Regions from separate parts of the Mus musculus genome. Here regions 2 and 3 are each linked to region 1. The links are chromatin contacts, called in public HiChIP or PLAC-seq maps. All regions are on one chromosome and are shown on one strand. The core of a region is the stretch at or near the end of the contact, and the rest is flanking DNA. Distances in the headings are between cores, read along the strand shown.

Region 1 (2,700 bases), core at 135-2,634:
CAGGCCTTTATCTGTCCTCGAGTGACTATAGCATCTTTATCCCATTTCTTCATATAGTCATACAGCAGTTGTCATAGACAGAGAATTTGAGTTATTGACTAACCCCTAGGGCTTGTCATGTTGTGGGAGAGGTACAAACATCTTCAAAATCTCAGCCAACTCCCCAAAGGCACACCCACATACCACAAAGCTTTGGGATAAGACCTAAATTACTAGCTTGAAGCAACACCAGCCCAAGATGGTGGGCTGGGGACAGAGCAGAGACCTAAGGCTAGAGGCTAGTTTCCAGGTTCTGTTGCTTTTGGGAGATTAGGCCTGGAATTTTCTCTGCCCTACTTCCCTTCTTCCATCAGGGTAGATAACCAGAGTGCTATCCATTGGCTGCCTGTGTTGTACTTTGCTGTTAGAGTGCATGCTCTCTCTCTCTCTCTCTCTCTCTCTCTCTCTCTCTCTCTCTCTCCCTCTCCCTCTCCCTCTCCCTCTCCCTCTCCCTCTCCCTCTCCCTTCTCCCCTCCCCCTCTGCTTCTCTTTTTTCTTCTTCCACACCTCCTTTCCCTCTTTCTCCCTTAAGTACCATCAGACTGCACTGTTCCATTTCCAGTTCCTAAGCTCTATTCAGATAATCCTTGGGCTGTCAACACCGCAGGAAAGGTTTGAAAAACAAAACAAATTCCTTCACAATAAAGTGAGTTCACAAGATAAAGTATTTATTTCCATGTGACATTTGTTTACAGCTCAGCTGTCTGTGGGCCAGACATTGCTTCAGATTGTACAAGTTGACAAAAAGTCTTTGGTCAGTCTAGAAAGAAGACCATCTCAGAGATAAAAGCTGGAGGGCAACACAGGAAAGACGTAAGAATAAGTTTACTAGTCATACAGTCAGGTATCCCAGGCCCAGAGGTAGTGTCCCTGTGGGAGGATCTCTTGGTCTCTGCTGTCCTTCCATGCTGAGAGTCATTTCACCTGCAGGTGACAGAGACAGTGTGAATTGCTGTCCACTTGTAGGGAGTAGAGGTAGAGGCAGTGAGGACTGGTGACTCCCTGTCCCAGCCCTGTGTCCTCAGCCCCACAACCACACTACCTTGAACAGGGTGACGGTGGTGCTGTAGAAGAGGCTCAGGAGGAAGAGGACGATGAAGGTGGAGGCAGTGGTCCACAGGTTCTCAAAGCCTTCCTCCTCAGCATTCACCTCCCCCTCTATGAAGGGACACAGAGAGGGAGGGTCAAGCCAAGTCTTGGGGTGACTGAGCATTTGCATAAGGGTTGGGGTGCCCTGATGGTTCTGGAGAATCTTAGCGAGTATTGACTGGTCCCCTAATAGCTCAAGCTAGACGGAGGCACAGAACAGGCCAAGCTGTAGGACACACTAATTTGGAGCCTTTGTTCCAGGAGCCCTGGGGCAGCAGAGCAAGCAAGACAGATGCAATGTATGGACCTGGGTAAAGGCAGACTCAGGAACTGTGGCAAAATGATATTGGTGTGCTCTGGACTTTCCCTGAGCAGGTGGTGCCATCGGTGCTGTTTAGACTGAGAATTTAGAGCAGGTCTCCCTGTCTCTTGGGCTTTAGCAATAAGAACAGGGATACCAGAGGTTGTCCCTCCTTACTTCCTGAAGGACTCAGGCATCTCATGACTTTCTTTGATCAGAGTTCCCGTGCGTTGCTTGTCCTACCCCTGCCAGCAATGTTGGGTCTTGGTACCAAGAGATAAACAGACAGATACCTGAGGGAGGCTGTGGGACCAGGGCATTTATTGGGATCTCTGATCCCTGTAAAGATGAGCCCTTGGGGATATCTAAAGCCTAGGCCCCAAATGGATATGAATATGAAGAATGTCCAGGATATGAGCCCAAAGAGGCAGTGTTATTGGGTGGTGACTCCTTACAGAGGCTCCTTGATGGTGTGTGTGTGTGTGTGTGTGTGTGTGTGTGTGTGTGTGTGTGTGTGTGTGTGTGTGTGTGGTTGGGGCATCTTTTGGACAACTGCATTATGTTTTCTGCATTTTGAACTGGAGATCAGGGTGGGTGTGAGTGGGTTAGGCAATTTCACATTGGTCTTCTGAGGTGTTCTATTAATGGAGACACAGCCAAGGCTAACTTTCTGTCATGGGTGGTTAGTGGAGTATCTTCTGCCCCATGGTGTTGAGACAGATAGGCATACTTTGTACCTGGGGTTATCTCTCCCAATCATAGAGTGGGCTCCTGAGGAGTATCAGTGACCCAGCCTAGTGTAGGCTCTCTGAGCCGTGAGCCTTGGAGATTACAGCCCTGGTCAGAGTCCAGGTGTATCTGTGTGCTATACCTGTTCACATGTTAGTGTACACATGTGAAGATGTTTCTGTACATGTGTGTATATGCATATCTTTGTATCTATATAGTTTATTTGTGTATATTTGCCTATAGTCTGTTTCTGTGTACACAGGACCATGCATATTGGTATCTGTTTCTGTGAGTGGTTGTGTGTCTATGCCTATTTGTCTCTGAAGGCGTTTGTAAGTGTCCATGCATGTGTGTGCGCATGAACTCATGTGTATATATGTGTACCTTTGTCTGTGTGTCCATGAATACACATTCATGTATGTGTCTACACATGTGTACCTATATATCTATGTATAAATGCATGTGTGTCTATATATGTGCCTGAATGCTGCCTGCACCAGGTTAGGCAAGCTTTCAGCCATATATCTAGAAGTAGCTGGAGG
Region 2 (2,700 bases), core at 154-2,653, 770 kb after region 1:
ACTACTGATATTGAAGGTTCTTAAGGGATTTTTCCAATCCTATACCCTCCTTACAGCTTTCCTCTTTGGCCTAGGATCAAGGCTAGGCAAAGCTCCATTCTCTACCCACATGAATATTCTTGAGTAAAAAATTCTCAGAAAAACCACAGAATGTACTGACTGATAGTCACCTGATCCTCTGGAATGTTCCAGGTAGAGTTGAAGTGTGTGTCATGCTTGGTAGCCAATGAATTTAAAGTTCAATATGCTTAGCTAATAAGAGCTGTATTCTTGCTGATGTAACCTGTGCCCCTAAAATGTATAAAAACTGCTTGTAACAGCCATTTGGTGTCACCTTCTAGTAACTCTTCTTGAAATTAATTGAAGGTCGAACCCCTCATATAGGAAAATAAACCTCTTTTTTTTTTTAAGGATTTATTTATTTTATGTGTATGGGTACACCGTAGCTGTAATGATGGTCGTAAGCCATCATGTTGTTGCTGGGATTTGAATTCTACTCACTCAGGTCTAAAGATTTATTTATTATTATATCTAAGTACACTGTAGCTGACTTCAGACACACCAGAATAGGGTGTTAGATCTCTTTAACGATGACTGTTGAGCCACCATGTGGTTGCTGATTTTTGAACTCAGGATCTTCAGGAGAGCAATCAGCGCTCTTAACCAGTGAATCATCTCTCCAGCTCAGACCTCTTGTTTTTTCGTCAATCTGTGTCTCACCCGGAGACATGTTGAAGTAAGGGTCTTATGGTAAACTCAGAGAACCTACCTCCTGTAAAATATACAGATGTGAGGGATTTGCTTTAAGGAAGTTGTTGGTGAGTCCTCTGACCTGTACACCTTGCTCCATCTTCCAGGGCTGGTTAAAGAAGCCTCCTCCAGTTTACCCTGCACAGGGAGGGACTGGAGGGGTCAGGCGGCTGTGGCAGTGTCTCACTGCTTTCAACAAATTTGAGGATAACTTGCTCATCATTTCCTCCAGAGAATACTTTAGTGTTTCCACTGTTTAAAGCCAGGCAGAAAATGTTGGAATGGTGATCCCCCTTCAGCTGTCTGGGTTTGACCCTGGAGCAGATAGCTTCTTCCATGTGCCATAACAGAAATTGGAAATCATCTTCCCCTGAGACCAGCCACTGGCCCCCATTGTTGGAGAATTCAATGGCATTGACACAGCGGAAGTGGCCGAGAAGGTCCTTCTTGTAGAAGTTTCTGCAGCCCTGCAGGTGTCTTCTTTCATACTTTCATGCTGCCCCCTTCATTCTGCCCCTAACCAGGCCAGCTTTTCTCTTCAAGCAGGAACTGCTGCAGCCCCTCCCTTGGCTGCATGCCAGGGTGCTGCTCTCCTCCTGTCCCTTCCTGCCTGCTGGCTCATAAGGACTTCAGACTTTCTCTTCTTCATTTCTCTGGGAGTAGAATCAGCACTGTTGCAAGAACTTGTGGATCAGCTGTGTGGACAGTTGGGCTTCCCTTAACATGCCCTGCTACTCTAAAGTCTGGACAGCCTACTCAAGAGCATCAGAGGATAATGCAGACCACACTGCTTCCTGTGGAGTCCGAAGTTGTAGTCTGGAAAAGTGTGTCCAACATGACATCACAGTGCAAGACTAAGTTATCCAAGAGCCTGCTGCACATGACTGGACTCAGAAACCAAGAAACAGCTAGAAGAGGAGGAGCTGAAGATGATCAGCGACAAGCACTGATACCTGGGTTTTCCCTGGGTTCCATAAGAAAAGTGCTCGTGCTCGTAGCCTTTAAATAAAAAAGATACAAAATGGGAGATTTCAAAAACGTGATGTAGCTATTAGCTGTTCCAAGTGGGAAAACTTTCCATGCAAATTCTACTGGAAAAGTCTGATTTTAAAGAAGCTGTAAAGGTATTCATTTTAGGACCCTGCCTTGTACCTGCTTAATCCACTGCTCGTATTTTTGCTGGTTTGTAATAGCATGAATCCTAACAATATTTTGGTCATGGAAATTAGGAAGAGGATGGTAAGTTCAATACCAGCCTTGGCCAACTAATTAGACCTTGGCAAAAGAAAACTAGGAAGAATTCTTAGGACACTGTATGTTGGAGGTTGACTTCTGTATAAAGTATAGAAAAACACAGTAATATGCAGCTTGTCAGCTGTGTAAAAAAATACCTGTTAGGTTTTTCAGTCTGGACAAGCATTTGCCATTGGCATAGTCATGGGGTCTTTACTGTTTGTCCCCGAGAATTTTTTTCCTTTCCACACATTAGAATGTAATAAATACTGACTACTTCTATCAATCATTGAAAAATCTATGTGCCGAGTAAATTCAGTAGCTGAATTGTGATAAATAAAATCTGAATTTGATTTCCTAACTCTATATCTGTGCCTATTCAGCTATCTCAGGACCACTTTGAAGCTGAAGACATTGACCCAAAGGAAATTATGTATCCAAATGAAACAGAACTGCAAAAACCTGGTCTAGAGACAACAAAATAACTGAAAGCAAGATGTGGAGAAAGAGGAACACGCCTCCATTCTTTGTGGGATTGCAAGCTTGTAAACCACTCTGGAAATCAGTCTGGTGATTCCTCAGAAAATTGGACATAGTACTACTGGAAGATCCCGCAATACCTCTCCCAGGTATATATCCAGAAGATGTTTCAACTGGTAAGAAAGATACATGCTCCACTATGTTCATAGCAGCCTTATTTATAATAGCCAGAAGCTG
Region 3 (2,700 bases), core at 68-2,567, 850 kb after region 1:
AAGAAAGATTGAAATGTTACAGGATGAAGATGCCAGATGAGATGGCATCTTGAGACAAAAGAGGGATGATACACCCATAAAATCTCTACACTATTAATGCTTAAATTATACATCACATTATAGGGAAAACCTCTTATACCTCTACCTGCAAATACATAACTATGGGCAATCAATGGCTGCTGAGAGATAGACAATCAGTTTTCTTCAGGACAAACTCCCCTATGGGTTATTTACTTCTAAGTTAACTGCCCTAAACATACACCTCTTCATACCTCCCATGTATATATATATATATATATATATATATATATATATATATATATATATATATATATATATTCAATATGTGTACAGTATATTACATACCAAATATAGTCATACACACTGATAAAAATAATACTTTTTGAAAAAGTCATGAACGTCCAAGTGAGTAAGAGATGTATAATGGAAGAATTTGCATGATTATATTGAGGTGCACATTAATCAGGTTAAGAAATATCCAAAAGATATTCTAATTAATAAAATAATAGCAACAAGGTAATCGCCTTTCCAACACAGCTCCTTGGAAATTGTATTCTTTTTAGCACTATCAATGAGTAGCAAGAACTGAGAGTCCAGGGCTTGGTTCCTCAGACAGACTTAACAGAGTTAGTGTTTGACAGATTTTCATGAGCAGAGGGAGGCAGTATTTACATTTTCTTCTGCTATATGTTGAGATGTGTTTTGAAAGTACTAGGCTTATGAATGCCTAAGGCCAATGAAAGAGGAAAAGCTGAGTAATAGAAAATCAAAGAATTATCTAAAATTAGTACATAGCAGTGATATAATTGAGTCTTATTTTTTTAAACACAGACTCATCTATTTCTTATTTTCTCCACAAAGAGCATTATAATACAACTTTGATAATTTTAGAATGACTAGGAATGTTTATGAGTGCTGAGTCTAGATATTAACCTGAAGAAATTGTTTTTACATTTGTAGCTTAGTGTTGATTCATGGAAAATGACTGGTGTGTGATTCCCAATATTGAAAGTCAATAACATATATTTGATACAATATTACCTTTTTGGAAATAACTTCTAGAAATTTGAATTATTTTATTTTATTTGTTATAGGTCTTTTGTGATCTGTTCCATACAATATCTCATGTGTTTTATGTATATCAGAACACTAATTTGAAACATTTTCAATCAATAGAAGAACCATAACTCTGTATAGCAGAAGGTGGAGAGATATTTAGACTCTTATCTCTAGGACCCTTCTCTGATATCCTTCATTCTCATTAGTCTTGTTCTCTCTTCAGGACATGACATTCTGTATTGATTGGTGATGACCCTTAGCATGAAAAGCCTTGAAATTGCTTCTCCATGAGACTATATTGTAAGTTCCTGGTTTTTCAATATAGGAATTTATTCAACTATGATACAAACTGTTTTCATGGTGATTTAGAGGGTCTTAGAATTGTATCACTTCTCTACCTGTAACATTCCCAGGAGAGTGATATAAAGTATAAGAACCAACTATATTTTCCTATGTCAGATCTTGTTTATTCTCACAGGAGGTTTCTAACTACCAAAGGACATGGTCTCCTGGGTCTGGTAAATGGTAAATGAGAGCAAAATCTAAGCAGAGTCAGGAAACATCGTTGATGGACCCTCTGCACCTGCTTCACTGGTTCTGCATGACAAATTCATTTTGGTTTTTCTTTTTGCTCATGGAGAAAATATTTTAATGCAACTGGTAACACAAACATGATGTCAATTGAAGTTGCAATATAAAATAATAGACTGTGTCCAACTGTGTTTAGTTTGACTGAACATAGCCTCCAATTGATTCATGTCAGTCTCATATAGGGATTGCTCTGAAATATTTTAGAGAGATTTATTTTTACAAATTACAAATTGAAAATATATTGTGCATTTTTATCAGGTTTTCCAGAAGATTTAAATCTCTTTTAATTATTTAAATACCAATTACTACCCCCTTAATCCCACCATAGAGTCCTTCCACACATCATTTCTCCACAACTGTCATATCAAATTTCTGCAAGATTAGACACATCCTGTCCCATTGAAGCCAGAAAAAGCAACACTATTAAGGAATTGATCCCATTGGTAGGCTTCAGCTTTAGGGACAGCCCCGACTCCAGCAGTTGGAAGACCCACTTAGAGATTGAGCTACACTGCTGAGATATATACATATATAGGAACCAGGGACTTCAGTTGATGTCTGTTCTTTGTTTAGTGGTTCAGTGTCTGACAGTTCTCATTGTTTAAGATTAGTTGACTCCTCTGTTATTCCTGTATAATCACTCCTGGGACTTTAGGGCTTAAAATCTTTCCTCCTTCCAACTCTTCATTAATAGTCCCAGCATCCTTCCAGTGTTTGCTTGTGGTTATACGCATCTGTTTCATTCTGAGTAGAGCATTTTACAGGACGGTTATGCAAGGCTCTTTCTGCAAGCATAATAGAGTTTCATTAATAGTGTCAGGAATTGGTACTTGTATATAGGATAGTTCTCTACTTGGGACAGTTTTTAATTGGATATTCCTTCAGTTTCTGCTCCATCTTTGTCTTGACATTTCTTTTAGATAGGACAAGTTTTGGGTTCATAGTTTTGTGGGTGAGTTGATGTCCTTAGCCCTCTACTGGGGGCCCTGCTTAGCTACAGGAGGTGGCCTTTTCCAGTTCCATATTCCC

The links. HiChIP or PLAC-seq counts read pairs in DNA pulled down with a chosen protein or histone mark.
Region 2: a CTCF HiChIP or PLAC-seq map of large pre-B cells shows a contact between it and region 1, with 6 times the contacts expected there. The contact joins two enhancer-like sites. A contact is called at or near these places in 1 of 15 datasets of contacts at CTCF or cohesin (large pre-B cells) and 2 of 115 datasets of contacts at active chromatin or transcription factors (large pre-B cells and pro-B cells).
Region 3: an H3K4me3 HiChIP or PLAC-seq map of pro-B cells shows a contact between it and region 1, with 2.7 times the contacts expected there. The contact joins two enhancer-like sites. A contact is called at or near these places in 2 of 39 promoter capture datasets (cranial neural crest and second pharyngeal arch cranial neural crest), 1 of 484 Hi-C or Micro-C datasets (CD4 T cells) and 1 of 115 datasets of contacts at active chromatin or transcription factors (pro-B cells).

What each region holds. Positions count from the first base shown.
Region 1 is chr12:113,417,872-113,420,571 of GRCm38.p6, forward strand. It overlaps Igh and Ighm. Among named protein-coding and RNA genes, the nearest start is that of Adam6b, 70 kb to the right of the region's middle. Within about 2 kb of position 1,385, at least 3 of the 459 cell types and tissues checked have an H3K27ac peak or open chromatin away from gene starts, as enhancers often do. A contact at or near this core is called in pro-B cells, where this site is marked.
Region 2 is chr12:114,187,763-114,190,462 of GRCm38.p6, forward strand. It overlaps Igh. Among named protein-coding and RNA genes, the nearest start is that of Mir7094-1, 280 kb to the right of the region's middle. Within about 2 kb of position 1,404, at least 4 of the 459 cell types and tissues checked have an H3K27ac peak or open chromatin away from gene starts, as enhancers often do. A contact at or near this core is called in pro-B cells, where this site is marked.
Region 3 is chr12:114,272,079-114,274,778 of GRCm38.p6, forward strand. It overlaps Igh. Among named protein-coding and RNA genes, the nearest start is that of Mir7094-1, 200 kb to the right of the region's middle. Within about 2 kb of position 1,318, at least 3 of the 459 cell types and tissues checked have an H3K27ac peak or open chromatin away from gene starts, as enhancers often do. A contact at or near this core is called in pro-B cells, where this site is marked.